Linked DNA regions of Anas platyrhynchos: region 2 is linked to region 1. A link is a contact called in public Hi-C data. All regions are on one chromosome and are shown on one strand. The core of a region is the stretch at or near the end of the contact, and the rest is flanking DNA. Distances in the headings are between cores, read along the strand shown.

What was found. Hi-C and Micro-C count contacts between places; a contact is called where the count stands out from the background.
Region 2: a contact with region 1 is called in a Hi-C map of subcutaneous adipose tissue, with 3 times the contacts expected there. The contact joins two enhancer-like sites. A contact is called at or near these places in 5 of 8 Hi-C or Micro-C datasets (F1 follicle, F5 follicle, liver and 2 more).

Annotation. Positions count from the first base shown.
Region 1 is chr5:52,635,820-52,638,519 of IASCAAS_PekinDuck_T2T, reverse strand. It overlaps CD82 (CD82 molecule), which reads right to left. Exons shown (of 9, transcript XM_027458168.3): 9 at 1,982-2,700. Among named protein-coding and RNA genes, the nearest start is that of CD82, 33 kb to the right of the region's middle. Within about 2 kb of position 1,264, at least 1 of the 8 cell types and tissues checked has an H3K27ac peak or open chromatin away from gene starts, as enhancers often do. A contact at or near this core is called in subcutaneous adipose tissue, where this site is marked.
Region 2 is chr5:52,818,549-52,821,248 of IASCAAS_PekinDuck_T2T, reverse strand. It overlaps TP53I11 (tumor protein p53 inducible protein 11), which reads left to right. Exons shown (of 7, transcript XM_038179417.2): 4 at 217-265; 5 at 697-793; 6 at 1,477-1,578; 7 at 2,162-2,700. The coding sequence ends at 2,295. Among named protein-coding and RNA genes, the nearest start is that of TP53I11, 16 kb to the left of the region's middle. Within about 2 kb of position 1,283, at least 3 of the 8 cell types and tissues checked have an H3K27ac peak or open chromatin away from gene starts, as enhancers often do. A contact at or near this core is called in subcutaneous adipose tissue, where this site is marked.

The sequences.
Region 1 (2,700 bases), core at 15-2,514:
AGTCTCAGAGGCTAATGGGTTAGAGCCAGACCATGAATAATTGAGGGCGTGTTCTCCATTTATGGCATTTAGTGGCAGCAACTGGCTGTGAAAATGCATTTGTGGGAATCCCATAGTCCTCAGGCTTTCCAGCAATGAGCCCTGATAGCTGCTGTTCCTCACCTTTCCCAGCCGCGGCAGTCTGACACCACCGCTTGCAGTCTGTCCATCAGCAACCAGAATTTGGCCTCCTATCAAACTCATCTTCAATCCTGAGCCAAGCTGGCCAGGACCAGGCACACCACCATGTGGGAGAGCTGCAGAGCCGAGAACAGCTGCCACACATCACATTCCAGTACGTGCCATGCAGAAACCATGACAAAGAACAAGATGCATTGTGACCTGCAGACTTACCCATGCTAACTCTAGTGCAATTCCTCTTCTCTTTCCAGAAGGGAAAGTGTCTCACGGGAAGAGTTATAGCAGCTTCCGAGTTCCTCGTGATTATGCAGAACGAAGAATGTCACCAGTTTGTTACCAGGGGCCTTACTTCAGGCCACAGGGAGGTCACAACTGTACTCGTACAATATTAATTACTGGCCTGGGACAGCTATATAGCAGCTTGTTCGTTACACACAAAATACTTCCATGTGCTGAGCTACTGCAGACGCTGGTACTCTGGGTTTTGCTAGACAAACACCGCAGCTCCTAAGAAGTCTGTCTGATTTCTAGTTCCAGCAGCAAACCTTCACCTTCAGAGATAAGCCAGGAGCCTGGCCCAAGATTCAAGTACACCTCAGGAACAGCAGGAGGGTTTTTGCTCTCTAACAGTCTGAAGGCTTTATTTTTCTAGAGTGCTTTTTAGGACACATAAATATCATATCCCCTCCTAGCCTCCTCCCAACCTACCCTCCAAAGGAAAACAAGAAAAAGATGGGGATAAGAAAAAAAAGCAGCAGGAGAGGCTCCTTGTGCTATCTTCAGCTTCCAGAGCTACTTCAGGCAGAAGCCCCAGAAGTAAGCACAACCCATATACAGTAGTAGAAGACACACAGCAAAATATCCAACTGCGTGCTGCTCTGAGAGATGGAAGGAAAAATTATCCCTAAAATGCCAAGCAGGCAGCGCAAATCGTTTATGAGAATACATTTGTAATTACAAGTTATTTTAGCTACCCTGCTGCCAGGAGTAACTAGGAGCAGAAGGAAGTGATCAGTGTCATCATCTCGCCCCCCAAGGGACCAGTCAAGGCTGGTGATACCACAGCACTCAGGCTGGAGCTTTCCTGGTAAAACACCTCCCTCCAGTGGCCAAAGGCAAGTGGTTTCCACAGCTCAGGCAGCTGGGGCCCAGCACAGTCTGAAGGAGCAAGTTCTGCTCCCAAATCAGACAGGTCAGTGCATATTGCTTGAGTCCAAGATCCCCTCCAGCACCTCTTGCTCCATTTTGGCTGATCAGGGTAACTCGAGTCTTGACTTCAGACCAGTTGCCACTGGTGCTTACTGGGAGCACCCCAGCACTTCATTCTCATCAAACTTCACTCTGCTTTTTTTGAACATAGAGGACTTGCGTCACAATTAGATGTTTTCTAAAGCAAAAGTTTACGCTAGAACACACAGCTAGGAAAATTGTCACCTCCCTCTGAGGGGCAGTATTTTCATAGGCCACACTAATCTCACCCACAGACTGCAGAAGAACTTCTGAAGCCCTCAGAAGGGTAATGGCACATACTTCCTGCTTTTTGGCAGGGCCTTTGCTACTTGAAACAAACAAGGTGTCAGTGATTTGCATGTAAAGCAGAAGGGGACAGAGAGGAAGGAAGGAGAAACCACTACAATGCACAAGGCTTAGCCAGAGTAGAGTTTTTTTTTTTTTTTTTTTTTTTTTTTAGCAAAGTCTTTATTACAGAAATATTCACCCTCTAGACTTTTACATCTGTACATGCATTTCTTCCAGTCGGAAGATGTTGCTAAAAACAGACAAAAAAAAAACACAAAAAAAAACCAGCATGGGCTTCTTTTTACTTGCTGCTCAGCGTTGGCATCTGTAACTTAACAGGAATCTTGCAAATAAAAACACGTTAGAGAATAGACTTTATACTATGGAAGCTAGCAAGCTTTACTGCTACGAAAGGTGCCTTCTGCTATAGCCAAAGGTCAGCTGGAAGGGTCTGTGCAAGAGAGGGCAGGGGTCTCAGAGTAGCAAAGCCTTATCAGACATCCAAAAAAAATAAATCAGTTGTCCAGTCATATCTACTCTCCCCAGTCACCACAAAAGGACACTGCAGGGACCCACTGCTGGGGCTCTGTCCCCCTGCACGGGCCTTTCTTGCCAGAGGGGAAGTTGAGTGGGTAGGGAAGCCATGCCTTTGAGCTGCTGCTAGGGCTACTACTACCAACCCCAGCCCTGACAAAAGCAGGGCTGACTGTCCTGGGACCATTTCTGTAAGGCAAAGGCTCTCTTCACCACGTACCTCGCATCACATCTCGGGCAAGGACCATCCACTTCTCTCCCTCACAGCTTCTTGCTGCCAAGGTATTTATTGCATGCATATGCAACTGCAGGAGATCTGTTGTGCCCAAGCCACCTCAAGGACTGAGGATATCTGCCCAGCTCCCTTATTTAAGAGGTTGGGGCAGTTTTTCCACTCACATTTCTTAACTTTCTTATACTCTACACCACTCCATGGCTGGGCTGTTCACTCCTTTCTGCCAGCGGCCA
Region 2 (2,700 bases), core at 34-2,533, 180 kb before region 1:
GTGAGGGGGGTTCAGCTCTGTGTTGCTAGTGAGGCTCGAGCTAGCAGTGTCTGGGGAACCACGTCTTCATGCAGAAGACCCACGGCTGCCACAGTTGGGTGAGGAGGGAGGACAGAGGCTAATAACCACGCGGACAGCTGGGAATGCATTGTGAAGCAGGGGCGACAGGCTCACCCCCGTGCTCACTCTGGGCCCTCTGTTTTCCCTCCTGTGCAGGGTCTGGCAGCTGGTTTCCGCCGTTATGTTTTCCGGGGTGGCCATCATGGTAAGTGAGGGCTGCAGTCCTGGGCACCACCAGCTCCTGGATGCCACAGTGTGGCTCCTTGGCCACTTATTCCCCCTCCTTTGCCTTCAACAACTGCCGCTGCTTTCTCGTGAGAGCCCTTTGCCCTCCCTGCGTCTCTGTAATGGGCTTGTCAGCAGTGTCCTTGGCTGTTTGTTCCCATTGCCAGAGTCTGTTTCCATTAGCAGGTTCATAAACCACACACGGCACGGCAGCCTTGGTCACAGAAACCGGCCTTGAAGCCAGCAGCTGACACGCTGATACTTCTCGTGCCTCCTTAATTCCCAATTTCCTGGCCGATGGTTCTGGTCACCTCATGTCTCAATGTCAGAGCACCACTTTCCCCTGCCTGAGACAGCGCGTTTTGATGGCTCTGGGAAAGTGCTGCTGAGTCTCTCCCATGCCTCCGCCAGGCCCTCGCTTTCCCTGACCAGCTCTACGACACCGTCTTCAACGAGGAATCGGCGAGCAGCAAGACTCCCATCCGGCTCTATGGAGGAGCCCTCCTCAGTGAGTGCTGTGCCAGTATCTGGGGTGTGATGCTGCCCTGTAGAGCAATAGGGCGAGAGGCCAAAAGGGCAGGAGCAGACAAATTCTGTGTTTGGAAACAGCTGCTGTTGGAATTTTTTTTTTTATGGGTCTCTTGTAAAGCTCAGCTTCTGTTGCTTTTTCCTAGCAAGGTCTCAGGCTCCCGCATCCTGTGATTGCGGTGCCTGGGGGGGACCTCGCGTATGGCACAAGAGATGGGGCCAGATGGGAGGGTGAGGGGCTTGAGGGGAGCCTGGAGAAACCCTCTGGAAAAGAAAATGAGTGGAGGAATGAAAACGCAGAGGGTTGGTTAGCTCTGCACCGTGTGCTGCAGCCACTGCTGCTCCCAGGCTGCGAGGGAATGCGCAGGGAGTGTTTTTGGAGGGGTGGCTGGGCTTGAGGGCAGGCAGCCAGGGTGGGATGCCCTTGCACTGGCAGGCTGGTGGCTGGCTGCTTCCCGCAGGCTGCAGCAGCATCTCGTGGGGACAGCTGGAAATGCAGCAGCCACACCAAGCAAGGGGAGAGTGCAGCTGCTGCCTGTGCTGCTTCCCTCTGCCTCCCCCGTGGGGGCCAAAATGTTTCACCTGGGGAACAGGCAGGTGGGCTGCCCTTTCCTGGTGGTCCTCGCCTTCCCTCAGAGCAGTTGTGCTGCTGTCCCTCTGCAGGCATCTCGCTCATCATGTGGAATGCCCTGTACACAGCTGAGAAAGTCATCATCCGCTGGACCCTGCTGACGGAGGCATGCTACTTCGCTGTGCAGTTCCTGGGTGAGTAGCTGGGCTGGGCAGGAGGTGTGTGCTGTGTGCCCATGCTCAGGGTGGGGAGGAGAGAGCTGTTCGCTAACTGTTCTAGGGTAACTTCTGTTATTAACCAAAAAGGGAGCTGCTCAGAAAACGGGTAGTGTGAGTGGACTATGTGTTTTCATTCGTGCTTCTGCATTTGGCAAATATTTATCAGCACTGGAGTGGTTAAGCCACAAAGCAACATGCAGATTCCATGATTAAGACCTGAGCAAATGGGAAATTCACACCTGCTCGAGTTCATGTTTCAGGCTGGCTACCTGAAGGCAGAATTGCCTTTAGGGAAGCGTTTCTATAAATAGGAGCTTTGTGACCCACAGGCCCTGTGCCTAATTTTGAAGCTGTCAAATCAAGCGGTGTAAGAGCTGTGTGTTGCAGGTTTGCTGAGTGTGAGACTGGTGGGCCTGCAGTGACAGCTTTTGTATTCACAAGGCTCAGCTGGTCCCTCCAAAAAGCTACGTTAGAGGGCAGCAGAAAACAGCTCTGTGCTGCTCAGATCTGTTTGTTTCTCGTCACCAACCTCTGCCTTATCTCCCTCCTTCTCCTCCAGTTACCACGGTTTCCCTGGTTGAGAGTAGCCGGATAGCCACGGGTGCTGTGCTCCTCCTGGTCAGCCGAATCCTCTTCGTCCTCATCAGCATTTATTATTATTACCAAGTTGGACGCCGTCCCAAGAAAGTCTAATTCCTGGGCTTTTTGTCATGGGAAGGGTGGGAGGGGGGGTTGTGTCGGTAATTTTGCATTTATAATTATAACTTTTTTTTTTGTTAGTCCCTTTTTGTTCTAAAATGGTTTCCTTTTCCACTTACTGGCATGACTCAGTGTGTAACCTGATGCTGGTAGCATTGCCAGGTGAAAATTTGGGGAGAGCAGCGTCATGCGGGTCCCCTCCCACCAGCCCCTCTGCGGGAGGCAAGCAAAGAATTCGAGGAAGGCTCAGGGAGGTGCACAGGCCTGGCAGCCTCAGGGAAAAGAGCTGGTCTCCCGGGGGAACTGGCTGATGGGATCACAGGCTCTGAAACCATTGAGAATAAAAAGCACAAAACAAGAAAGAAACAATCCCTGAGGAGAGAGGGAGTTAAGGAAACC